Linked DNA regions of Mus musculus: region 1 is linked to region 2. The links are chromatin contacts, called in public promoter capture Hi-C maps. All regions are on one chromosome and are shown on one strand. Each heading gives the region's core, a stretch centred on a gene start, on an enhancer-like site or on the middle of the called end of the contact. The rest is flanking DNA. Distances are from core to core; before and after follow the strand shown. Region 1 overlaps Pald1 (phosphatase domain containing, paladin 1). Region 2 holds the start of Pcbd1 (pterin 4 alpha carbinolamine dehydratase/dimerization cofactor of hepatocyte nuclear factor 1 alpha (TCF1) 1).

What was found. Promoter capture Hi-C pulls out the DNA fragments that hold promoters and counts their contacts.
Region 1: a promoter capture Hi-C map of stem cell-derived epiblast-like cells shows a contact between it and region 2, with 2.0 times the contacts expected there. The contact joins the enhancer-like site here to the promoter of Pcbd1 in region 2. A contact is called at or near these places in 4 of 39 promoter capture datasets (the 3T3-L1 cell line, embryonic stem cells, liver and 1 more) and 3 of 9 other capture datasets (adipose tissue, liver and pancreatic islet).

Annotation. Positions count from the first base shown.
Region 1 is chr10:61,331,013-61,338,003 of GRCm38.p6, reverse strand. The region is part of intron 18 of Pald1 (phosphatase domain containing, paladin 1); the gene reads left to right. Among named protein-coding and RNA genes, the nearest start is that of Prf1, 37 kb to the right of the region's middle. Within about 2 kb of position 1,308, at least 33 of the 459 cell types and tissues checked have an H3K27ac peak or open chromatin away from gene starts, as enhancers often do. A contact at or near this core is called in embryonic stem cells and stem cell-derived epiblast-like cells, where this site is marked.
Region 2 is chr10:61,083,432-61,090,658 of GRCm38.p6, reverse strand. It overlaps Pcbd1 (pterin 4 alpha carbinolamine dehydratase/dimerization cofactor of hepatocyte nuclear factor 1 alpha (TCF1) 1), which reads right to left and starts at 1,328. Exons shown (of 4, transcript NM_025273.4): 1 at 1,243-1,328. The coding sequence starts at 1,245.

The sequences.
Region 1 (6,991 bases), core at 59-2,558, 250 kb before region 2:
GGGTCTCCAGTGTTTCCTTCTCTGCCTCTCTTTGGACCCGAGAGCTGGACAGGTGGTGGAGTTTGCAGCTTCGGGCCTCGGAGGTGTGAGAACTGGGTTGGTCGTGGGAACATAGAGCCCTGTTTCTCAGCCTGGTAGCAGGTGTGTGGGGGCGGTACTGTATGGCATCAAGAGGCGGCAGTGAATGCCACGGCTGGGTGATTTTCAGGGCAGCTTCTGCCCCGTGGCGGATAAGAGAAGACTGTATCACGGGCAACTTGTTCAGTCTCCATTCTTGCTCATGGACACATGAGCAGAATGATCCAGAACAACCTTGGCTTGGGGTCTTGAGGTCAGATCCTAACCGGGTCAGAAGGCAGGTCCTGTTTGGAGGCAGGCCATGCGTGTGGGATAAGACCGGGGGAAAGTTCAGACTCGAGTCTGTCCTCGCGTGGGGAGGAGCTGACGGACCAGGAGCTTCAGAAGTGGACTTGGCACACGTTGGATGGCACAGTGTCTCTGTGATTAGATTCCCATCTCCAGGTTCCTTTGAGTCTCACACTGTCCTAGGGTTTCTGTTACTCTGATAAAACGCCATGACCAAAAGCAACTTGGGGAGGAAAGGGTTATTTCATCTTCCAGCCTGTAGTCTACCATCCAGGGAAGTCAGGGAAGAACTTCAAGGCAGGACCCTGAAGGCAGGAGCTGATGTATAGGCCATGGAGGGGAGCTGCTTACTGACTTGTTTCTCAAGGCTTGCTCGGCCTGCTTTCTTATAACAACTTCAGGGCCACTTCAGGGGTGTCACCACCCACAGTAGACTGGGCCACATCAAACATCCATCCAAAAAATGTACCACAGGCTTCCCACAAGCCTATCTAGTGGGGCCTCATTTGAGGGTCTCTCTTCTTAAGTGACACTGGCCCAAGTCAAGTTGGTATAAAACTAGGCAGCACACTCACCGTCACAATTTGGAATTCCCATTCAGAATGTGAGAGCTGCGTGAGAGCTGAGGCCTCTCCCCATTCTGGCTGCTGGAGGCCCAGGCAGTGCTTAGACCTGCTCCAGAGGACGTGGGCCAGGCCCTGTTAGAGCCTCGTTCTCTCCACCCCAACTCCAAAGCTCACAGGCCCTCAGTTCCTGTTCCTTGATGTGTGCTGTGAGCACACACACACACACACACACACACACACAGAGAGAGAGAGAGAGAGAGAGAGAGAGAGAGACAACAGGAAACATAGGGGCTAGCACTGCAGGGAGAAGCTATAGACTGGCCTCAGACAGCCCAAGAAGGAGTCGCTGCAGGCATCAGGGGCTGCCCGGGCAAAGGCCAGGAGACCTAAAGGTTCATGGTGGGTTTCGAGGCACTGAAGGTCCTCTGGTAGCACAGTGTTGTCACCAAAAGTGAGACTAAACAGGTAGCTGGCTTTACTCTTGGGGGGGGTGAGGTGGTAGGGATGGGGAAGGGGGCGTCGCGGGGACAGTGCTGTATGTTAGAGAGGGTAGCTCCTTCGCAGTAGAGTGTCTAATGGAGGAAGTTAAGCAAGAAAGAGACGCCCTTTCCCATCTCCCCGCCAGGACTCCCCTCACATTTCACAGGACTCCCCTCACATCTCCGAGGCCAAGTTGGTGCTCACTCCATGAGATGGAATCCCAGAGTCCCACCAGGGCTCTATGCAGAGGATCAGAAGTTAAAGTGTAAGTTAATGCAGTTACTTACCAGTGTGGCCACCAGGTGGCGCAAGTGAGCTAAGTTAGGGTAAAATTCCTCCCATCACTTTCCCATTGAACCTCGGGCCTCACTGGTGTTCAGTAAGTTAGGTTTTGTGTGTGTGTGTGTGTGTGTGTGTGTGTGTGTGTGTGTGTGTGTGTGTGTGTGTGTGTGTGTAATGTGTGTGTGTGTAATGTGTGTGTGTGTAATGTGTGTGTGTGTAATGTGTGTGTGTGTGTGTGTGTGTAAAATTCCTCCCCATCACTTTCCCATTGAACCTAGGGCCCCACTGGTGTTCAGTAAGTTAGGTTGTGTGTGTGTGTGTGTGTGTGCTTATTTATTTATTTGGTTTTTCGAGACAGGGTTTCTCTGTGCAGTCCTGGCTGGCCTCAAACTCAGAGATCCACCTGTGTCTGCCTCCCAAGTGCTGGGACTAAAGGTGTGTGCCACCACACCCGGCTTGTGTGTTTCTTTTTTAAAGTAATTTTATTTATGTTGGTGTGTGTATGACGGGAGGGGAGGCTTGTCACAGCGAGCATGTGGGGGTCCAAGGTTCTCTCCTCCCACCTTGAATTTGGACCACTTGCCTGTACAGCAAACGCTCTTACTGGCCAAGCCACCTTTCTGGCTCCTCCCACCTTGTTTTGAGACGGGGTCTTTTGTTGGTTAGATCGCTCTGAGCTTCAAGACATTCTTCTGTCTCCCCCTCCCCAGCTTACTGTAGGAATGCTGGAATTACAGGCAAGAGCTACTCTATCTGGCTTACCGCGAGTTCTGGGCATTCAAACTTGGGACCTCACACTCGTGTGCAAGTACCTGAGCCATCTCCCCAACCCCTAGGACAAGTTCTTTTAAAGATATATATTTAGATAAACAAATTATTTAAATAATATATATTATATAAGTAATATATAATATATATGTTAGTTTATGTACAATGGTGTTTTCCTGCATGTCTGTCTGTGTGAGGGTATCATTACTTGGAACAGAAGTTACAGATAGTAATGAGCTGCCGTGTTCGGAATTGAACCTGTGTCCTGGAAAGGAGCTGCCAGTGCTCCTTTAAGCACTGAGCCATCTCTCTAACCCCCTAGGGTAAGTTCTTAAAGGGTACCTTAGAGTAGGAGGTCCTGAGACTCAGAGGATTTTCATCTGTTTGTGTAAGAGGTAAATAGGGGAGCTTTTAGCATCTGGGGCTTGAGCCCTTCCTAGAAACAACCTCAGTTTATTTTGTGCCCAGTGTGTAAATCCAGCTTTGAAAATTAGCCAGGGGCAGTCCTGGGCGCAGCCAAGGTCGAATGCCACCGATAGTGACCTATGGTCTCCCTCCTCAGTACTTCAGAGTCCCCTGGGGGCTTGTCAAAAATACAGATGTCTGGGACCGACCCAGAGTGTCTGGAGGCTCCACAGTGCTAAGATGCCAGTACTCATAGCTTGGGATTGGAATGACTTGAGGCCTGGACCACCCCAGGGCTTTGCTTGGTTGCAGCCAAGCTTATAGAGATGCAATTCACATACTGCCCCACGCACGTGTTTAGAGTACACGTGTCCCAGGTTGCCTTGGCAATGGGGGGAAGTTAGAGCATGGTCAGGACCACAGGAAGAAACCTCACACTCTTGGTCATCGATCCCCGGCCACATGCAGCTCCGGGTTTCCTGTTGAAACTTTTTTTTTGGTTTCTATAGAGACAGCAGTGTGTCTAACATGTCTCCTGATAATGGACTGATGTTCTTATTTTTGTGTTGTAGATTTTCTCTCTCTCTCTCTCTCTCTCTCTCTCTCTCTTTGAGACAGGGACTCATAAAGCTCCCTCGGGCTGTCCTGGAACTCCCTCTGTAGACCAGCCTGGCCTTGAACTCATAGAGATCCACCGCCTCTGCCTCCTGAGTGCTAGGATTAAAGGCGAGCACCATGGTACCTGGCTCTCGCTTTCATGTTTGGCACAGGGTTTTCTGTATCCTGGGCTGGCTTGGAATTCCTTGAAGTTCTGATCCTCCTGCCTCTGCTTCCTGAGGACTGGGGCGATAGGTCTGCCTTGTTTCACCTGCTTTACGCGGGGCTGGGATGGGACCTGGGGTTTGGTGCAAGCTGTGCAGGTTCTCTACCAACAAAGCCCCGTGCACAGGGCCTGGCAGATGCTCTCATTTACCCTGACAGTATGCCGTTGTGTGTGTGTGTGTGTGTGAGTGTGTGTGTGTGTGAGTGTGTGAGTGTGTGAGTGTGTGTGTGTGTGTGTGTGTGTGTGTGTGTGTTTGGGGGGGCGGGGAGGGAGGCCGGAAGGGAGGGGGAGGGGAGGTCAAACCCAGTCTGTTTTTGACTCTTCTCTCACACCGCAACCATCCACTGAGACCACTGTGATCTTAGAAGCTGTAAGGAGAGCCAGGAATCTCATCCCCCTTCTGTCCTCTGTGGTACCCACAAAATGGCATGGACACACGCAGACACACACACACACACACACACACACACACACACACACACGCACATGCACACACATGCACGCACGCACACACACACAAGTGAAACTAAATCTTTAAAGAAGGGAAGAAGTAGAAATACTAAGCGCCAATTCTCATCGCAACTGTTGGCATTTTATAACAGAAGGGACAGTTAGTGACCAGTGAGTCGACCGTCTGTCAGCTCTACTTGAAGGTTAGCTCCAGGAAGATCTGCATTCCTGATTTCTCATGGCCCTGAGGTTTGAGGACAGCAGCTTTTGGAGACTTGGATGTTCCCTCCATTAGCAAGAAGGGCAGTCCTTCCTCCAAGATCTTCTGCATGTCTCCTTGTGGAAAGGCCTGGGCTTGTGTTCTGCCTGAGATCATGGTGGGCTGAGCTGGCCCCTCAGCTGTTCCAGATGCTCAGCTCAGAAGCCCAGAGCAAAGGCCAGGTCTACACATGTGTGAGAGTACAGGGTTTCTGTAAAGCATTTCCAAACTGAAAAGTTAAACTGTTGTTACCCTGTGGAAACACCAGGGATCAGAGTGGACAGCGGGATAGGGTCTGTTCAGTGAATACACAGAACAAGTTCCAAGAAAGAGGTGAGGAGCCAGAACAGATCATCAGGGCGTAGATGTTGAAGGAGAGGACTTTTCTGCTTCTGTTCATGTCTCTACTTGCTGGGCTGAACCATGCTCTTCCCAGAGGACAGTATTTGGAAGTCTTCAGCCGTTACACTTAGAGGGCTGGGCTCAGTGTTGGGGTTCAGGAATTGCCACACAAATCATACGAACACTGATCTCACTTAAGCAAGAATAGTTTATTGAACACACACCTCAAAACTGATGGATCAGGATCACAAAAAGGACTCGGGAGCCTAATTTTTGGTACCAGTCTGTTCTTATGGCAGCCTGATGTAGGAAAACAAACAAACAAATAAAACCCCATAAAAACCACAATGAGCTCATACACAGGTGCAGGAAGTGTTGCCCAGTGGTCAGCTCTGACTTAAGCCATTTTAGACATTTAAGACATTTAGACGGTTCATATTGGCTTTCAACTTGATGTGTCCTACACCAAGCTTTGTGGAATTTCCTAAGATTAACAACCCTCATACAGAACATAACAGGGCATGTGGTCAGCATGACCCTGCTCTGAGTCAAGTCACTTCTCTGTGTCAGCGACTGGCAGGCATGTTACAGCAACAGTATGAAATAGCTGTTGACAAGCATGGGACAAAATGGCTACAGCTGCCAGCGTGGTGGCGCACACCTTTAATCCCATCACTTGGGAGGCAGAGGCAGGTGGATTTCTGAGTTTCAGGACAGCCTGGTCTACAGAGTGAGTTCCAGGACAGCCAGGGCTATACAGAGAAACCCTGCCTCAAAAAACAAAAAACAAAACAAACAAAATGGCTACAGCTATGCTGGGGTGGGGTGGTCAGACCTCAACATCCCCCCCACCCCCCTTTGAACTGATCCAGTGAGTCAAATCATTGACTCAACATTTCCTTTGAGGCCAGGGGGACTTGCTAAACAAACTTTTATATCAGCCTTGGTTGGCATTTTGTTAGGTTAAACATTTGAAATTTCAATCTCCCTTAATAAGTGCTGCGGTGCTCCTGCTAGGGGACCCTGCTATGGCCCGTAACCCAGGGAGCTAATGTTTTATAGCCCCTTGTAGCATAAAAGTACATATCTTGTCCCCCACAATCAGTGTCTCCATTTGAGGGCCAGACATATATCTGAAGGGGATGCTCAACTGTTTTCCATACTCTGGATCCCATATCCCAAAAGACTCAGAGTGAGGGAACGTATATGTTTTCAGTCTTTGTTCGCCTATTCCGTTTGGCCTACACAATTTACGTAAGTCAAAGGCGAGGGTAGACAATTTTTTTCTTCTGTCCCTTGTCTATATTGGTCTCAGCAGATTTTCACCTGGCTGACAGACTCCATCCAGGGATCACCTGTGGAGCTGCTGAAGCCTGGACTTGCTGAAAGCTGATGTTACTCAGTCCAGCTGATGGGATTGCTCCCTGTCTTTCAGTTGGAACAAGATGGCTGTTGCTATGCTCAGGTGGCAGACCTGAACACTCAGCAGAGGGGAGGGCCCTGGGGCCATCATCTCTGGGCCGGGTGTCCTCTAACATTGCTCAGAGCTTCAGACACCCTCGAAGTCCAGTGTGTGTTTACAGATGAGGCCGTGGACCATGTGATGGGAGGGCAGCCACACGAACTCCCTTGTGAGTTAGTGGCAGAGTGGGCTTGGGAGGCAAAGGTCCTTACTCCAGACTCACACCCCTCCCTGGTCTATGCTGAATTTGAGCTCACGATCTCTAGATGGCTCTGGGGGAGGCTTGCTGCGGCTCTAGATTGGGGGCCGTTTCTTCCCCAGCTCACCCCATGAACTGACCCCTAGAAGCTGGCAGCCAGGTCTTACCATCAGTATCTTAAGGCTTAGTCAAGCCCCTGTCTTCTGGTTTTAAACTGGAGGGCCACAGCTGGTCTCTGCCGGAGCCTGGCAAGCTTGGCACCGAGTAAGCCAGTAGGCTCTGTGGGTGTGGGAGATGCTGCTCCGCTCTGGATGGAACCGGGCCCAGGCTCCATCTGGGATGTACCTCCTCCATCAGACTCACTGCCTGGGAAAGTCCCAGTTGACATTCCACCCATTTCGAGTTTTCCCCCCACCTTCTGTCCATCTCAGCTTCTCCCAGCCTTGAGACAGAAGATCCCAACAGCATGTGGTAACTTGGCTTCTGCCCCTCACCCTCCAGAATCAGTCTTTCCCAGATCCCTTCCTGCTTCAGCAATCCACTTACATGTTAATCAGAAGCCGTTAAGAGAACATGGCTTAGCATTCGG
Region 2 (7,227 bases), core at 79-2,578:
CAGAAGTTAGTGTCTGTTCTGTCCTCTAGAGGAACGTGGGGCCCTGAGTCTAACAAGCTAGGATTGTGAAAGAGAATCACCCAGGGATACAGTGTTCAACTGACAAGGACTCAAATTTGGCTTGGGGAGCAGGAGGAAGGTGAACTGTGTCCTGCAAGCCACCCATCGTTTCCATACCCTGGGGTGGGTATCGAAATGGCCCTTTGGCTTCATGAGTGAAGGGATGAGACCCACTCCTTAGACCAAGAGATGCCAGTGGAAATACTTCAGTAGCAAGGTTATCAAGTGAAAGTCAGCTTCATTAAAAAAAAAAAAAAAAACAAAAAACCAACACTTCCTAGAACAAGAACATCTGTGACAGTTCTCAGGCCAGCAGTGGGGCCTACAGAACCAACACCAGTGTGTGTGTGCTCTCAGAAACAAGGGGCTCCAGCTCAGTGCAGAGATCTGCTCTGTGGTTAATGAAGGGGGTGGGGGACTTCCAGCATTGACCCTTCAGTGGGTGATAAGCGGGACACTTGTAACCAGGCAGCCAGGTATCAACAGGGCTCCACTCTTTAGAATTTTCCAGAACCAACTTTCAGGCTGACAATGCTCTGAACTCAGGTCAGAGGGGTAAGGGCCTTATTTGCTTAGGGAAGCTCTGTCAGCTTGTTAGTGTGGGCTGAGCGATTACTGATTATCCAAGCCTGTGGTGTCTTTGGGCCCAATGACTCTTCCCAGGCCTCAGCTGCCAAAACACCCTCCTATCCCTGATCGAGTACAGAGAACCCGAACCACGCTATTTGGTAAGGGTTGCAGGGAGGTCTAGGGGCTCCTTTCCTAGGGACCTACCTAAGATCCTGACCCACCACCACGCCAAGGTGGGACACAGCACCCTATCTAGGTGTTAGGGCGGGGCTTAAGGCCAGGGACAGCACTGGGTGCAGAGAGAACTGAACACCACCCCCACCCCCACCCCAATCTGGCAAGCCTGTAGGGCCAGGCAGCGCCACGGAGACTTGCCTTGCTGCCACACCCCGCCAGCAGACTAGGCCTGGGAGTTGGGACAGGCTAGGTTTCCAGGCCCACCGCCACCGCCCCCAAGGGAGGCCAGGCGACTCTAGCCCGGCTGGATGGCGCTGCAGGAGGCTCAGCGTGGCCCGCGCCCCCAGCATCGGAGCCCTAGTCGTCTCTCCACACCACCCCCCGCCCCCCACTTCCTGGTCTCCTCTCAGGGTCCACCAGACTTCCTGCGCTTACCATGTCCAGTGCGGGAAGCAGGTGGCGGCAGCGAGGGAGAGAGCAGCGGGCAAGCAGCAGGCCACCGCGGGGGCGGGGCAGAGATCCGGTGGCCGCGGGTAATAATTAACATGGGTCCTCCTTGCTCCACGCCCTTGCAATGCTTTCCATGCCCTGTGCTCTGTGAGCATGGCTGCGTGATGGGCTCCAGGGCAAAAGCTTTGACATCTCAGTACCTCTGCTCCCTCTCTGCCAGAGGACTCTGGGCACCAGACTGCCTGACCTATTGTTACAGTAACAACGACAACAAAAGCCACCCAGATAAATGTCACATACACTGGACTGCACATATATAAAGTGCACAGTTTTAACCATCTTAACAGAACAGAAGACTTTTTTAAAAAAGATTTATTTATTATATATAAGTACACTGTAGCTGTCTTCAGACACACCAAAAGAGGGCATCAGATCCTATTACAGATGGTTGTGAACCACCATGTAGTTACTGGGAATTGAACTCAAGACCACTGGAAGAGCAGCCAGTGCTCTTAACCACTGAGCCATCTCTCCAGCCCAATAGAAGATATTCTAAAGGGACTCAACGTATCCCTCCTTTGGGCTATCAGGCTATTGAAACAATGGAACCCAAGAAATCAGAATTTCTTCCAGGAAAGGCATGGTATGAAAAGGAAAAACTAAGGTCTGGTGCCAGCCAGAGAAGAAACTTGTCTACTGGAAAGATTTCACACCATTCTGGCAATTTGCCAGGCCACCTTGTTTAGTAAGGTATTCCTCTTGCCCGCTGTTTAACCTTGAGCCGTAGATTAGGTCCCAGTGGACAGACTTGGAGGCTCATGGACCCCTTCATTTCTCTTCCCAGTAAAGCTGTATTGAGTAAATCACCTTGCTTGCTGTTTTAATCACTGTTTTAATTTTTAAGATTTATTTGTGTGTGTGTGTGTGTGTGTGTGTGTGTGTGTGTGTGCGCGTGCGCATTTGTGTGGGTGCATGGATTTATGTGTACTGTGTGCTGTATGCATGTAGATGCCATGGAGGCCAAAAGGGAACATTGCATCCCCTGGAATTGCACTTAGGTGTTGTTGTGAGCTGCCTCATATGGGTACTGGAGCCAAATTCAGATTCTCTGCGAGAGCAGTAAGCGCTCTGAGCCCTCTCCACAGCACCTCTGCTGTGACTTGTCTCTTTCGTTGGCATATAGAGAGTAGTGGGTGAGCCCTGCTTGTTAGGACTGCCAGGGTCCAGGCTCTGACCCTAATAACTTCAGTGACATGGAGGGACATGTGCTTCTCTTAGGAATCCATCAGCAGGATTAGGAACACCTCTCCCTGTGCCACCAGATAGCCTCTCTCTTCCAGGGCTCCCCCTAAGCCAATGCTCTTCAATTGCTGGCAAGCAGGTTGCATTTTCTAGACATCCCCATGGCCCCATGCATTGAAACCATTTAGTTTATACTTACCTTTGAAGTCCATTCATGTTCTATGTACCATTAGTTGATTCTTTTCTTTCTTTTTTTTTTTTAAAGATTTATTTATGTATAATGAGTGCTCTATCTGCATGTACACCTGCATGCCAGAAGAGGGCATCAGATCCCATTATAGATGATTGTGAGCCACCATGTGGGTGCTGGGAAATGAACTCAGGACCTTTGGAAGAGCAGTCAGTGTTCTTAATCACTGAGCCGTCTCTCCAGCTCCCTAAAGATCCATTATTTCATAACTGTAATCTTGATACTGTTATAAATTATAATTTAAATATCTGATATGCAGGATATCTGATGTGATTCCCCCAAAGGGGCCATGATCCCCAGATTGAGAACCGCCGGGAGCCTCGTTGGTTGTGGAGGTTTGGCATGGTGCAGGTCCAGAGTCTACACATCTTGGGTCATCTGCAGCTCCCTTAAAGCCACCTATTTCTCTCCTCTGTTGTGACTTAGCATGTTGGTGACTGGAGGGTAAATGCTTCCTAGTGTATAGACAGGCCACTAGCCTCCACCAACCGGATGGTTATAAAGGGCCGCCAGGTGGCAGGTGAGGCCTCCAGCTGAGATGGCCGACTGTTCTGGAACTCATCTGCCTGATGTTTCTACCAACATGTTTGAAAAAAATGTCTTGATTTAAAAACACCCCACTGGAGAGATGGCTCAGCGATTAAGAGCGCTGGCTGCTCTTGCAGAGGTCCTGAGTTCAATTCCCAGCATCCACATGATGGTTCATGATCATCTATAAATTGATCTATTGGCCTCTTCTGGTGTGCATGAAAAGAGAGCACTCATAAGCATAAAACAAATAAACAAATCGTTATCTCTTATTCTTAATTATTTGTGTCTGTGTGTGTGCTAGTGTGCACGTGAGTGCAGATACCCCCAGGGGCCGGTTCCCACAGAGCTGGAGTTACAGGCAGTTATGAGCAAGCCAGTGTGAGTTCTGGGAATTAAGCCCTGCTTCTCTACCAAGTGCTCTTAACTGCTGAGCCATTTCTCTAGTCCCTTAAGGCCCAGTTCTTCCTAAGAATATGAGGCTAGTGGTTAAGGACTGTTAAGTGCTGTTGAGAATGTTAATTCCTTGATAGGTCTTCTTGTGGGCATCCTTCAGCAGAGTTTGCCTCCATGATTTTTGTTCTTTAAACCAACTGCGCTGCTAGGAACTAGCCACTCCTCTTGATTGACAGCTGCAGGCCCTTCCTTTGTGCCTGGCTGCCTTGAGCTGGGTGGAGGATGACTGTCAATCAGTCAGCGCTTTCCTTGCCAATTGGCTCGACTGTCAGCATGGCAGACCAGCTGCTTTGACTTCTTCCTGGTCACCATGAGAGAACTCCACTCCCATTGCAAAGACCAATGCAAGCAAGCAGGGCTGCAGTTGAAGCCAGACCTGCTGCTGGAAGCTTTGCTGCAGTCCTGATGGGATATTCTAGACAGCATGCAGAGCCTGGAAAATACTGGGAAACAGAGGCCTCAGTGAATTGTAGATAATCTACAGCACCATTTTTGGGGGGGGGGGATCGGTACCTCAGCAGTGACTCAGCAAGAAGCCTATATCTGGAATAGGAAACTTAAAAAAAAAAATCTGTCTTTTGCATGTGTACACACACACACACACACACACACACACACGAACTCATGTGGACACCTGTGTATGGAAGTCAGAAAACAGTATGCAGGAATCAGTCCTCTCTTTCCACCGTGTGGGTCCCAGGGATTGAACTCAGGTCATCAAGTGTTAGCCGCAAGTGCCTTTACCTGCCGAGCCATCTCATAAGGCCTAATTCCTCCTCTCTCTTTGCTGCATTCTTTGGACCATGGTGGTGTCTGCCTTTAATCCCAGCACTTGGGAGGCAGAGGCAGGCGGATTTCTGAGTTTGAGGCCAGCCTGGTCTACAGATTGAGTTCCAGGACAGCCAGGGCTACACAGAAAAACCCTGTCTTAGAAAACAAAAAAAAAGAAAACCAGTGTGTGAGGGTGGATTCTGGGTGCTCCTGATCTGCTGTCCATAGAGACACTGACACCGCTGTTTTGACCACCACAGCTTTTTAATAAGTCTGATACCTAAGTCTCCTAAAACGTAAAGCCTTATTTTCCATTAGCCTTTCTTCCTACACCTCTCTTCCCTCTGTAGCACTGTGGTAATGTGCTGATGTAAATTCTGTCCATATTTATTCTTGAAAAATTTGTGTTGCTTCATTTACATATACTTTAATGTATGCAGGAATACTATATTGCACATTGTCTTGTATAAAACATAACACTTAAGTCAATTGGTTTGTCATATCCATGATGCATCAAGCACACTTAGTCTGCAGTGGCAAAGGTTCTAACTGCTGCTCTGTGTTCTCTGATGAAAGTCCACCCTGGATTCTCATCCTACCAGCGATGGCCAATTCCTTACCACAGCACAATTAACCCTCAAGCACATGATCTGATGTCTTCCCACCAACCACCCCACCAGCCCTGCAAAAAAAAAAAAGACCTGGCCAAGGCTGCACTTGCATATTCAGCAGCTCCCAGGCCCCTGGGAAGACCCCTATAAACACAAAGTGCAAAGCCAGCACTGCCCGCACAGGCCTGTATTCCAGCGCCATCCAGATGTTTCCAGCACTGCCCCATACAAGCTTGCATTCCAACACCATCCAGATGTTTCCAGAACAGCGACAGCAGCAGCTGTTCTCACCTGCGCCTTTCGAGGGTTCCTACTTCCTCACACATTTCATCCTCCACAGAGTCTGACTCTGTGTGACTCTCTCGTGTGTGTGTGTGTATGTGTGTGTGTGTGGTAGTTTTGTTGTTGTTGTTAAGCTGACAGGTATAGACTGAGCTGAGAGGTTTTTTTTGTGATTTATGATGGTTACTGAGGTCACTGAGTACTTCTTCTCAGGTTGACTCTTGGGGAGTCTCTGTGTAGACACCACGGCTTATCAGCTTCATATCGTGGAAACAGTTTCTGCCACTTGGCCATGCATACACTAACTTTAACCATGATTTCATTCTCTTTCTCTTTCTCTTTCTCTCTCTCTCTCTCCTTCCTTCCTTCCTTCCTTCCTTCCTTCCTTCCTTCCTTCCTTCCTTCCTTCCTTTCTTTCTTTCTTTCTTTCTTTCTTTCTTTCTTTCTTTCTTTCTTTCTTTCTTTCTTTCTTTTTTTCTGTTTTGGTTTTTTGAGACAGGGTTTCTCTGTGTAGCCCTGGCTGTCCTGGAACTCACTCTGTAGACCAGGCTGACCTCCAACTCAGAAATCTGCCTGCCTCTGCCTCCCAAGTGCTGGGATTAGAGGCGTGTGCTACCACTGCCTGGCCTATCCACGATTTCTCTTAGGTTACATGTGTTGTCTGCAAGAGGGAGGAAGGAAGGAAAGGATGTTCAGCTAGAGGACAACTTCCTGGAGTTGATTTTCTTCCTTTGATCCTGTGGACCCAAGGATTGAATTTGGGTCATCAGGTTTGGAGGCAAACACCTATAGTCATCTTGCCAGCCCATAGGTGGGTCGTCTTCCTGTGTTGGTGGGTCATGTTCCTGTGGTGGTGGGTCATCTTTCTGTGATGGTGGGTCATCTTCCTGTGGTGGTGGGTCGTCTTCCTGTGATGGTGGGTCATCTTTCTGTAATGGTGGGTCATCTTTCTGTGATGGTGGGTCATCTTTCTGTGGTGGTGGGTCATCTTCCTGTGGTGGTGGGTCATCTTTCTGTGATGGTGGGTCATCTTCCTGTGGTGGTGGGTCGTCTTTCTGTGGTGGTGGGTCATCTTCCTGTGATGGTGGGTCATCTTTCTGTGATGGTGGGTCATCTTCCTGTGGTGGTGGGTCATCTTTCTGTGGTGGTGGGTCATCTTCCTGTGGTGGTGGGTCGTCTTCCTGTGGTGGTGGGTCATCTTTCTGTGATGGTGGGTCATCTTTCTGTGATGGTGGGTCATCTTTCTGTGGTGGTGGGTCATCTTTCTGTGATGGTGGGTCATCTTCCTGTGATGGTGGATCGTCTTTCTGTGATGGTGGGTCGTCTTCCTGTGATGGTGGGTCATCTTTCTGTGATGGTGGGTCATCTTTCTGTGATGGTGGGTCGTCTTTCTGTGATGGTGGGTCATCTTCCTGTGGTGATGGGTCATCTTCCTGTGGTGGTGGGTCGTCTTTCTGTGATGGTGGGTCGTCTTTCTGTGGTGGTGGGTCATCTTCCTGTGATGGTGGGTCATCTTCTGTGATGGTGGGTCATCTTCCTGTGGTGGTGGGTCATCTTTCTGTGGTGGTGGTTTATCTTTCTGTGGTGGTGGGTCATCTTCCTGTGATGGTGGTTTATCTCCCTGGGATGGTTCATCTTCCTATGGTTGTTTATCTGTTCATCTTCCTGTGAGGGTGGCTCATCTTCCAGTGTTCTTCCTTCCGTAGTGGCTCACTTTCATGTACATGTGACAGTGGTCATCATCATGAGGCTTTTTTTTTTGTGGGTTTTTTGTTTGTTTGTTTGTTTGTTTTTTAAGCATTTTCAGTTTTGTCTTAGGAGGCAGTGTTG